Regions from separate parts of the Anser cygnoides genome. Here region 1 is linked to region 2. A link is a contact called in public Hi-C data. All regions are on one chromosome and are shown on one strand. The core of a region is the stretch at or near the end of the contact, and the rest is flanking DNA. Distances in the headings are between cores, read along the strand shown.

The links. A called contact is a pair of places that touch in the nucleus more often than the background predicts.
Region 1: a contact with region 2 is called in a Hi-C map of granulosa cells, with 1.7 times the contacts expected there. The contact joins the promoter of FZD4 here to the promoter of CTSC in region 2. A contact is called at or near these places in 2 of 7 Hi-C or Micro-C datasets (granulosa cells and liver).

Annotation. Positions count from the first base shown.
Region 1 is chr1:203,958,207-203,964,152 of Taihu_goose_T2T_genome, forward strand. It overlaps FZD4 (frizzled class receptor 4), which reads left to right and starts at 4,542. Exons shown (of 2, transcript XM_048076515.2): 1 at 4,542-4,862; 2 at 5,732-5,946. The coding sequence starts at 4,584.
Region 2 is chr1:203,419,336-203,425,429 of Taihu_goose_T2T_genome, forward strand. CTSC (cathepsin C) reads left to right here and starts at 2,664. Exons shown (of 7, transcript XM_048076507.2): 1 at 2,664-2,893; 2 at 4,273-4,418. The coding sequence starts at 2,731.

The sequences.
Region 1 (5,946 bases), core at 3,292-5,791, 540 kb after region 2:
CACTCTGTGCACGACTTTGTGTACACAGCTAGGCTTGCACCCATTCTCTGGCACTCACACTGATAAATATGTTGTTATATAAAAATAGATATGTGTGTGCATTTGCATATACATGTAAAGACACACAAAATCATACACAGCTTACTGCAGTGTTTTTTTCCAGAGGTCACATAGAGCTGTGTGCACTTGAAGTGTCATGACAAAACAAATCATTTCTTTTGCGTTGTTACTGGACAATTTAAATGCTGATTACAATGAATAAATACAGCAGAATAAATGTAAATCAGGAAATAGACATACTTCCTGCTTTAAAAGGGTCAACCTCACAAAGTACAGAAGTAGAGGAGATAATTTGTATTAAGCATGTGAATAGTAACTAGAAATCAATTTTAAGTATGTTACTGGATGACTGAAAAGCTTTCACTGACCAAAGAAAGCGATGCCCCTTGATTAAGAAAATCAGCTGATTTTATAGATGGAAAAAATAAAGAAAACATCTCTAATAAATTAAATAATATATAAAGTTAAGAAAAGTATCGATGACAAACAGGAGAAAGAAGACGTTGATTTGAATGAATACAAATTCAAAAGGAATTACAAGAATGTGATAAAATAAGCAAAACGAGACAATTAATGGACAGATGGTCAAAGACAACTGAGTTTTATATAAACCGAGACAAAGAAAACGTCACTAATGGTACCAATAGGTTATTAAATGGAATTTGCGGAATTGGCAATAAGCAATGCAGGTGACAGACATGTCCAACAGATATTTTTGTTGCATTTCAGCAAACATATATGGAATAAGTTACATGGCATGTTAGACAGAACTGACATTAATTAATGTAATTAATGTGATCTTACCATTTCAATGGTAATATAAAGATGATGTCCCAAAACAGCTCTAAAAGTTGCACATTTTAAAAAAACTACATGTTTAGGTAACTCTTATCCAAGAACTTCATAAGAAATCTGTGGGATGGCAATATCAATTCCCTCTGTCACGGACCCAGGAGACTGACAGAAAGGCAGAGACCTGCTCTCATCCAGCATTAGACACCTCTCAGTCACCTTTCCCTTCGGGGCTAGTCACCCTATGTTCTCTTCACCGTCAGTTGACAGACAGAGGTGTTTATTGAATGAAATTCATCTGACCATAAGTAGACATGTGAATTTGGTTATGAAAATCACATCCTAATATGCCATCCACATATTAAAAAATCAACAGGGTGCCTGAGGTTTCTCAGGTCTGCCCACAAGGCATCCGTTGTGGCTCTGAGCGTAAGGCTGTGGTCAAAAGGGTAGATAGCATCCTTGGATGTATAAGCAGGATGGTCTTGTGTAGGAATGGAGGGGTTATTTCACCTGCATGTTTGACATTAGTGTCATTCCTACTGGAAAGCCAAACCATGTTCTAATAGCAGTTCAGGAAAACACTGATGCTTTGAAAATGTTCAAAATAGAGTTATAAACCTTCTCAAATTTCCTGCGAGATGCTATGAGTCTGAGAGATAATGGGACTATTATTTCTGTAACGTAGAAATGTGTTTGCAACTTTTACAAATATGCAAAAAACACATACAAACTTAAGAGGAAAATTGTAATAGCAGCAAGATGATAATAGATTATAAGTAAGATTTTGTATACTCATGTAATCTGTATTACGTGAGTTGCCCTCTGCAAGTATCTGCCTATCCTAGATATCTCTAAAGGGACCGAGGGTGCTTAGGCTGCTAAGTCAGATAATTCCTTCAAGACTTTTAAAGGTAGGCAGGATGGTTTGAGCTGAATGTACTTTCCGAACAGCAGGTTCGAATCTCGCTCCTTTAAAATCAAAAGAATGGTCAAGGCATTGGAAAAGATGCCTTACAGTAAGAAAATCGGGAAGTTTGATCTATTTTGCTTACTGCAAAAAGGCCAAGGGGTGACTTAACCACAGTCTGACAATACCTACAGGGCTAATCTTGGTAATGACTTCTCAACCCGGCCGGTAAAGATACAACAAAAGTCAGAGCCGAAGATAACTCAGACTAGAAACCCAATATAATTATTGGTGGCCACAATAAATAATGCTTAGAGCTTTTTAGAAAGGTAGTTGCTGATGCTTTAATGAAGGCAACCTCAAAATCAGATTTATTAAGAAAAAAGATATACTGTAATTCAAACAATAAACAAGGAACTAACAAGGCTTGTGCTGTGCAGGATTCAGGCCAGAATCTCACAACTGTCTGGAAATCTAAGAATCTATAAACCCACTATCCAGCAGGTTTCTTACTTTGATCTGTTTAAAGAAACTGTTATGTACATGCTTATCATGGTGACATTTAATCACTGTTAATATATGCATAAGGTTCAAAGCAGGGTAATTACCATTTTTTCCAGCTCAGACTGCTGGTATGATTTGCCAGTGCTCTTGTTTTGAAAACTAATTCCCATTATCTAAAAGACTTTCCAAAGCAAACATAGCAGCGTAGCACTTTCTAATATTTATTTTGTGTTCCCAAAGAAAAAGCAATAGTGGTAGTTATTTCTTTTTGGAGGGGGCACATGGTGGTTCTTTTTCTAAAACGATACTTGTCTCCCGCTGCAGCTTTAAAATGTCTCCCTGTCCCTCTACTGAGTCAAAGGACCGGGTCCATTGGCAGAGGGCTTTGCTGAAAAGGTAGCAGGCAAATTGTTTCATGGGAATTAGGCAAAGGTCTACGCTGGTAGCAGTCAACACTGCTTCAGTGCCTAACTGCTGCAGAAGACTGCAAATGGAAAGGTTTTTCATGTACTAAGACGAAGATTCATAGTTTTAAGGTCACTGTGATCCTCCTCCCTCCAGTTGTCTTTCCTACATAATCTGGACCAAAACAGAATAAAAAAAAAAACAAAACAAAAAAGCAGGAGGCAGAGCTTCCTACAGGAGTTTTATCTTTTTTTTTAATTGTTTGCCTGTACGAACTGCAGAATGCCCAGCACCCGTTCCCCATCTGATTCAGATCATAAACTTGGTGGGGCTGGGAACAGCTTGGCGGACGTTTGCAGCACAGTGTGTGCATTCACAGCATTATCGCCGACCGAGATTAGCAGCGGAGCACTGCTAGTCACAGAAGGCAACGCTTATGAGTAAATATGGACCTCACCAGATACGGGCTGCGTTGCTGACTGCATCGTAGCCTCCTTGCACGACCTTGGGACTGCAGCGCTGTCTGGCTCTGTGTTTAAAAAGTTAAGATAATACGACTTGTCTGCCTCGCCAGGATTTTGTAAGACTGCAGTCGCTGTTTATTGGAGCTGGTTATAAACTATCACGGTGATGAGAGCTTTGTAAATACCTGTGCTCATGAAACCTTGGTTAAAACACCTCGTGCTAGAGGAAAACCAGTCATTGCAGCATGGCCACACACATACGGATGCATGGCTCTTGGCGATGGCCGTGCTCAGGACACCCGCACATGTCACACACTGTGCACACACACGCACCCAGCCAGAGGTTGTTTAACCGGGGCTTTACAAACATTTTCAAAGCGCTTTACAAACAATTCATTAATAGATGACATATTTTTGCTAAAGGCACAACCAGCCCAACCAGATTTTATTACAGGTGTAAATAACGCTGAGTGTGTTTAAGTGTGAGCCTCATGTGTCCGCTCTTAATCCTGGGGACACCCTACAGGTCTGCTCAATTTCCCCTCAAAATTCATGAACCCTACGTCTGTACTTAGGAGAGGTACACAAACCCTACATCCGTACGTGTTTAGGAGAGGTATATAAACCCTACATCCGTACGTGCATAGGAGAAGTACACAAACCCTACACCTGTGCGTATTTAGGAGAGGTACACAAACCCTACATCCTTATGTGTTTAGGAGAAGTACACAAACCCTACACCCGTACGTGTTTAGGGGAGGTACGCCAACACCAGGAGGTGCTTGGAGCAGCACCCTAGGTTTCTCTGTCCCCGTGAAGGACCACCACCACCCAGATGTGTCCGAGATGCCAGACGTACAAGTGAGGGATGTGTTGGGAGAAAAGGTGGCAGCTTAGAGACCTGCCCTGTGGCCTGGCGAGGGAGAGGAAGGAGAGGAGGTAGAGGAGGGAGAGGAGGGAGGAGGCTGATGGATCAGCTCAGCCTGCCCCTGGGGAACCAGGCCTGGGCCTGGGCACCTCGGGGTGCCCCTCTCAGGCCCTGTCGCCGCCCTTCACCGCTGTGGGGACATCGGGGACCCAGCCCCGGGTCACCAAGCCCGGGGGGAGGCAGGGCAGGGCCGCTCGCTGCTCACAGCGGGGTCGCCGTGCCTGAAGTGGGGGGGACGCTTCTGAGGCTCCGCAGGGCCGAGGGGCTCCGGGGGGCTCCGGGGGGCACCCAGCGGGACTTTCCCCCCGGGCCGGGGCCGTAGCTGTGCCCGCCCCGGGAGGCTGGGAGGAGGCCGGGGCTCGGGGAGGCGCCGTCCCCTCCCCTGGGCAGTTTCTCGGCGCGGCGGTTTAAGAGCAGAGCCGCCCCCGGCCCCTCCCCGTTGGAGCCGGCCCGGGCGGCACGGCGCGGCCGGGGCCGGAGCCGGGGCCGGGGGCAGGTGGGGGGCCGGGGGGTCTCGGCCATGGCACGGTGCCGTGGTGGCTGTGGTGGCGGTGGCGGCAAGGGGGCGGCCGGGCGGCTGCTGGCCCTGTTGCTGGCCCTGCTGCTCGGCGGGACGCGGGGCTTCGGCGACGAGGAGGAGCGGCGCTGCGACGCCATCCGCATCGCCATGTGCCAGAACCTGGGCTACAATGTCACCAAGATGCCCAACCTGGTGGGCCACGAGCTGCAGGCGGACGCCGAGCTGCAGCTCACCACCTTCACCCCCCTCATCCAGTACGGCTGCTCCAGCCAGCTCCAGGTGGGTCCCAAACCCCCCCCCCCCCCAACCCTCCCCAAACCCCCCAAATCCCCCCCCCAAACCCCCTTCTCCAGAACCGGGAGCTGGGCGTTGTGCTGACATTTCCCCCATCTCCCCCGCTGCAAAGCCTGGAGGGAGCGGGCTGCAGCACAAGGCAGCGCTGTGTGGGCTTCCCAAGGGGGGAAAAAAGGGGGTCCTGCCATGCCCGGCCCGCAGAGACACCTCCACGGCAGCAGCCAGCTTGGACCCCCGCGTCCCCAACTCCCTGAAGCCCCCCCGGTGTGGCCACAGGCCCCCAAAATCGCCGTGTTTCCAAAGCTGAGCGAGCGGCAGTGTTTTATGGCCGGTGCGAGCCCGTCGGTGGCCCGATGGTGAAAGAGAGGCGCGTTCTTCCAGGAGGATCACAAACCGAAGTGATTCAGTAAATGCCTTTTCTTCTGTTTGTTTGCTAGCCGTGATATCCAGGCAGTGCCTTGAACAAAAATATGTATTTGTTTAAACCGCTTTAAAATATACTTTTTTTTTCTTTTTTTTTTTTTTTTCCTAAATTGCACCCTTGAGGTTTACATCTGGCTAAATCCCACTCGCTTTATTGAAAGTGATGGGCTAAATTTGCATGGAGCTAATCTGGGGAGTGAAATGTTCAGGCTTTGGCTTCGGACCACACTTGAACTGAAAGAAGGCAGCATTTTTAGGGTTTTTTCTCCCAAGTTTTTATTGTTCTTGGTTTATTTGTTTTATGCTGCTTCCTGTTTTTTAAGGCAAAGGACCAAAAATTACTGCTAAAAAGGCAAAAAAGAAAACTTGTTATGTTTTGACCTGTTGAATTTTCTCCTAACGCATTTGCGATTTGTGTTTCTCTCTTCCAGTTCTTCCTTTGTTCAGTCTACGTCCCGATGTGCACAGAGAAGATTAACATCCCCATAGGTCCCTGTGGTGGCATGTGCCTCTCTGTCAAAAGAAGATGTGAACCTGTTTTAAAAGAATTTGGATTTGCCTGGCCGGACAGCCTGAACTGCAGCAAATTCCCACCCCAGAACGATCACAACCACATGTGCATGGAGGGCCCGGGAGATGAAGAGGT
Region 2 (6,094 bases), core at 1,414-3,913:
GTGTCTGACACATGCAGGGGTACTAATTCAAGGCTGTATTTCACTGCCAAAACCAGGGCTGTCAGTGCTTGTGAGGAGAGTGTTTTTTTGTCTTTTATTTTTGCTTGTTGGTGGTAGTAGTTTTTCCCACAGAAATAATTAAATCTGCATTACTATTGGAGACAAAGCACAGGGAGTCTTTCCTTTGCTCAAAAAGGCAAAAATAAACTACACCTGAAGAACAGAATCAGGGTGAACTGCACAGGCCAGGCTGAATTTAAATCACTTCTGCCCAGTTTCAGTGATGATTTTACATCCACATTATATAAAATAAGCTTTATGTGCAATAATCTATTGCGACTCCAAAGCAATTAAAGTGAAATCAGTATGTTTTTGTACAATGGCAACCTGCAGAGGCTATAAAATGAAACTGAAAATTGAAGTTCAAAGTACAGTACATATGCAATGGGACAGGATCATCCAACCAGCATTGTGATGTGAAGATACCATAATCATTTTCTGCTCCTGCATAGATAATGTGAAGTACTGTAACAGATGTTTCCTAAAGTTACTGGGAAGTTTTGGCTTTCTTTTGGAAATTACAGAGCTTTATATATATATATATATATATATCTTTGGTGAAGAAAAGAGACTGTGTAGCCACCTCTCCTTAGTCAGGCTTCATCAGGAATGGCAAGGCACATGCAGTGATATGGTAAGTCCAGCAGAATGTAGCTGCCTTTGAAAAAAAACAAATTTTTTAAAAAAAAAAAGCTCAGACCTCTCTCTCTTTTTAATACCCATAATAACATTATTGACCAATGCAGTCTCGGTGAAGTGAAACAGCATTTGTTTTCTTGTCTGTAACACAGGAAATCCTGCTTTTCCTACCAAATCAATGTTTCAAGATCCTCAGAAGACTGTCCCCCCCAAAATGACATGAACTTTTGTCTCTTTATCACCCTGAGTATGAACGTATGTTAGCTGGTTGTTCTAAGAGTCAGCAATAAAATGTTAAATGAATCCTTCCATAAAAGGTTGAGAAGGTGGCATAAAAGCAAAGGGATGGACATAAAATAACGTATTGCTTGAAACTGTTAAAATTTATTGACTTATTTCTAATCTCCTGATTTAAACTATTATGAAAATAAATAGCTAAATAAAATCAGGATGTTTCTAGTTTAGCTCAGAAGTAAGTTTTGTCCCTGCCCATTGTAGAGGGGTTGGAACTGTGTGATTTTAAGGTCCCTTCCAACCCAAACCATTCTATGATTCTGATTTAAAACTAAACTGTTGAGATCAGTAATAAGAGTATCTATCATGGAGATTTATACCAGTTTAGCAAAATTATTTTAAATTTACATCCGTAGTTAAGCTAGTGCTTCATTTTCATAGCAAACACAGTACTATAGGCATTTATTGTTCCCCTGAGAGAGGCTATTTTTTATATAACTTTGTTTTTAATTAGGGTGTATTTACTCATCAGAGAGTCCTTTAGCCTTCTTGGTTGTATGTATAACTTTGGGGATGTGAAAGTATGTACATCCTGAATCTGGAGAGGCAGCAAAACAAGCGCCACTTCAAGTGCATACTCAGACATGCACTGGGCTGCACTGAGAGGCTCAGTTTGGTGGAAACATCTCTGCCCTTTGACAACACCCATGCTATGCAAACAGTCTGGTCACTGGACCTGCAAGAATTTGCATGTTACTAAGTCTTACACCTTCTGGGGGATTTTTCTGCATTTTTGCAGGCTACGGGCTGGGGTTGACTGCCGCAGGTTTCTGGGGTCCCACATCCCATGCAGGACTGGTGCTGTGTGGTTTTCTGGCCACAGTGTGCAGCTGGTGTGGAAACCCTGAGTCACCTTGTACAGCTAAAACCTGTGGTAGACCAGTGGCCTTGTCCTCCACAGCTGCAAGACTCCTGCCTGAAATAACACCAGGGACCAAGCCTGCCAGCCTGTCCCTCTCTGCCAGGACTTCTCTGAGTGCGGAGGCCTTGGCTTGGATTTTGGGGCAGGGGCTCCAGAGATGACATTGCCCTTTACAGGGGAGGATGCCCTTCAGGGGAAAGATACTGTCTGGGGAGGTGAATGGGCTTTGGGGAGGACAAGGCACTTTGGAGAGAAGGAGGCACTTTGGGGATGAGGATGCTCTTTGGGTAGGGGGACTCCATTTAGGAGAGAATGGCATTGGAATGGGTTGCCCAGGGAAGTGGTGGAGTCACCATTCCTGGGGGTGTTTAGGGAAAGGTTGGACATGGTGCTTAGGGACATGGTTTAGTGGGTGATATTGATGATAGCGGGATGTTTGGACCAGATGATCTTGGAGGTCTTTTCCAAATCTAATGATTCTATGATTCTATTTGTGTGGGCAATGCCTTTTGGTGAGGCATTTGCAGGGGAGACTGTCCTTTGGGCAGGACGCTCTTTGGGGAGGAGGACTCCCTTTGGACAGGTCATTTTGAGGGGTCAGAGACGCCTTTTGATGAGGAGGACACCCTTTGCAGGGGAGAGGACGTCCTCTGGGGACAAGGTCACTCTTTGGGGACGATGTCCCCTTTCAGGGGGTACCACACACCCCCAGGCAGCCCCCCAGAGCTGGGGGGCAGGTCCATAAGCCCGGCCCCTCAGCGCAGCACGACCAGGGGCGCTCCGGGGCGGGCCCAGGGAAGCGGCGGGGCGGGGAGGCCGCGGCTCCCGCGTCCATTTTAAGGGCGGCTGCAGCGGGCGGCGGCGGGCGCGGCGCCATGGCAGGGTGGGCGCTGTGGGCAGCGGCCATGGTGCTGGCGGCGTTGCCTGCCGAGCTGGTGGCCGATACCCCGGCCAACTGCTCCTTCGCCGACCTGCTGGGCGCCTGGCAGCTCCGTGTCTGGCGGGGGGGCGGCCGACACGGCAACTGCTCCCAGGCGGGTGAGAGCGCGGCGGCCCCGTCCCGTTCCCCTTTTCCCCGCCTGGGTGGATCCGGGTGTGGGGGGTCCCGGTTGTGGGTGGGGGTCCCCTAAAGCTCGGTGGAGGGGTCCCCGAAAGCTCCGCGCCGCCAGGCCCGAAAAGCGAAACTGGCGGCGAGGAAGCGGGTGTCTGCCTCTGGTGTGTTTGCTTGCAGCCGGCCTGTTTGCTCAATTTTTTTTCTTTTTTTTTGGTCTGTTTTTCTCATCTGGGGCTATTTCTTGTAGCCCTCGGCACTTAGTTGCCAGCAGAAGCTCGCTAGCAGCGTGTTATTTAAGGTTTTCGGTTTATAATACCCGCTTTGGCAGTAGTGGGCCCCCACATGCTGCCGGTTTTGCCAGAGCCTGTGGCAGCGTGCAGAGGTTGGTGCTGAGCTCCTGACAGCTGGGCTTGAGGCAAAAAGGGGCTGATCTGAATTAAACTGTGTGAAAATTAACCTGTCTTGCTCAGGGTGACCACTGTGGCCAGCCCTGTTACAGCACTCCCCTTTTTGTTGTTGTTTTGATTTATTTTTGCATTATTCTTTTTCTTGTATATTTTGGATTCACCTAGACCTCTCTGTTTTTCTACTGCCTCATGCTGGTTTGCTTCCTCCTTCACAGCTCCAGATGTCTTTCCTCTCAGCTCAGCCTCTCCTGAAAGTGGCTCTTAACAAAGTGGCTCTCAAGTGGCAAAGTGTGTTGTTGCTCCTGGGCTACACCCATGTCCCAGGAGGCTCGCAGCTGTAAAAGCTCAAGTCGGATAACATCAGGAGAAGTAAAAATAGCATTCCTCTTGAGAGCGTAATAGTAGTGAGGAGCTATTACTTGATTATTATTTGACAGTATTATTGTAAAAGTAGTTAATGCATTGCATCTAAACTGTCTGTGTTCGTTTGATCAGACCAGGCAAGTGGCAGGTGAGAACATGGGAGGTGATACTGGACCTGGCAGGGTTTGGAGCAGTGGTGTGAGGTAGTGTGGTGGCTGATACCTGAAACCAGATGTTTCAGAGGAAGATTTGTCACTGCAGACACAGTGTCTTGAGTGACAGAGCATCCAAGTCCTACGTAGCTGTGTAGCAAGTTACATTTAAATAAGCTGATGTTTTCCTGTAACAGCTGTTTGCTACTGCTGCTGTTAGTAATTAAATGTGCAAATACTGTCTAGCATTGCAAAATGAACATGTTTGCAGTGATAGGTAAGTGAGGTCTGTGAGGCGTGTTTGCTTAATGCCTTTTTGCAGGAGGCTTTATACAGCAAGTGTATTTTAGTGTATTTTGGGAAAAAAAATATTCTGATATGCTCTTTACTCTTTCTTATTTTAATTGTAATCTTTGCAATAATGTTCTTTCTTTCTTGCAGGGCCTGTGGAAAAAACAGTACTTGTGAATCTTCAGAAGTTAGATGTGGCTCAGGATAGTCTGGGCAATTATGGTTTCTTCACTTTGGTTTACAATCAAGGCTTTGAAATTGTGCTAAACAACTACAAGTGGTTTGCATTTTTTAAGGTGAGTTAACTTGTGGTCTGCATCAGTGACTGTTGCTGAAAGGTCTTTACTTGTTTTTCTGTTTAGTTGCTGAGTGCCACAGTAGAGAAGTGAGAACGCTTGTTTCTCTTTGCCTGGATTACCAGACAAGTGGCTGTTTTTTTACATTAAGAACAATCACAAATGTTTGTCAGTGGCTGGGTAGAGAGAAAAGAGTAGAAGAGGTATTTGGAAAATCTGGTAACAATGCTGCAGCTTCTGCTTCTGGGTGTGCTTACTTCAAGTGAAGACCTTCATGAAGCTAACTTTCACAGTGGCCTGGGAAAAATAGCTTTGTCAGTTTTCTTCCTGACATCTTGCACTCAAATGAAATATCAAACGTAATTGCTTTTATCTTTCCTTAAAGATGTTCTCAAACTTGTGAAATGTACCCTCCTCACTGTAGAAAGATCATCTGTCCTCCATGTTGGAGGATTTCTAGGAGCTGTAATTCTTATGTCAGAGTAAGCCTTATATTGTCAAGGAACCTTCCTACCCCTTATAATTCTTCCTTTTTTTAAGTAATACTGTGTTCTCCAGTCCCTGTTAATGACTTCAGATCAAGCTGAAAACGACTAGTAGTCGGGATAGACTAGTGAAGACCCACTTGGTAAGGAGCACTCTGCTGGTCAGCTGAGGAATGATGTTATGAATCAGAAAGGTGGCTTTAAACAGTCTGCAGGGTGACTTGTGTACTTGGCAGACAGTGTCTGAGCAGTCCTGCTGCACAGAACATGTGAGTGCAGCCCTCAGCAGGAGCAATGAATATGTTTCTTGGTTATTTTAGAAGGTGTGATCCTGTGTTTGGTTTCAGATGAATTGATAGTAAACACCCAGGCCTTGTCCAAGCATAAAATCTCTGAACCTTGGCTAGTCTTAAGGAGGGTAAAGAAATGACTTCTGTTTCAAATTGGTTTTCTGGGAGCAATTGTGGATAGTTTATTTCACAGCAGCTATTTTCAAGTCAGTGTTGTCAGATGTTAAGAAAAGTGAGTGATCTTTTCTTCTGGGGAGCCATAGTAATTTCTATTCAGTAAAGATAAATGAAGCTCTAACTGAACTGTAACTTCCTCCATGTCTATTGGAGGCCATTTAAGTTAAAAAGAAAGGACAGTGTAGGTTGTTGTTTTAAGACTGTCAGTGGTGTTTTTTACACGTTAAAAAAAATGTAACGTTTTATGCAGAAGTTTTACTATTTTAAAACAGAGTCTTATATTTGAGCAAGAGCAAAGTTTGAGAGAGAAATACCCAAATGACTTTCTCTCATCTGTAGATATCATCAAGATAGCGACACTAAACTACCATGATACATATGCCCCAGGTTGGCAGGTGATACAACAAAAACTACAGACAGTGAAGAGTGCTCTAATTGGGCAGATTTTCCTCTGAAACTTCTCAGACAGGGACACTCTGCAAGCTTTCCTACAGTGGGGGAGTGCTCACCTGAAAAGTTACAGGAATTGCTGCCTCTGTGAGGGTAGTGGACCACTGTATGTTGTAGTAATGCCATATAAAGCCTGAATTTATGAACATCTCCAGCAGCTGGAATTCGGCAATCATTGCTGTCCTTGGTGGGTTCATAGAATCAAAATTAAGGTTGGAAAAGACCCCCAAGATCATCTAGTCCAACTGTCCCCTCTACCATCAATATTACCCAC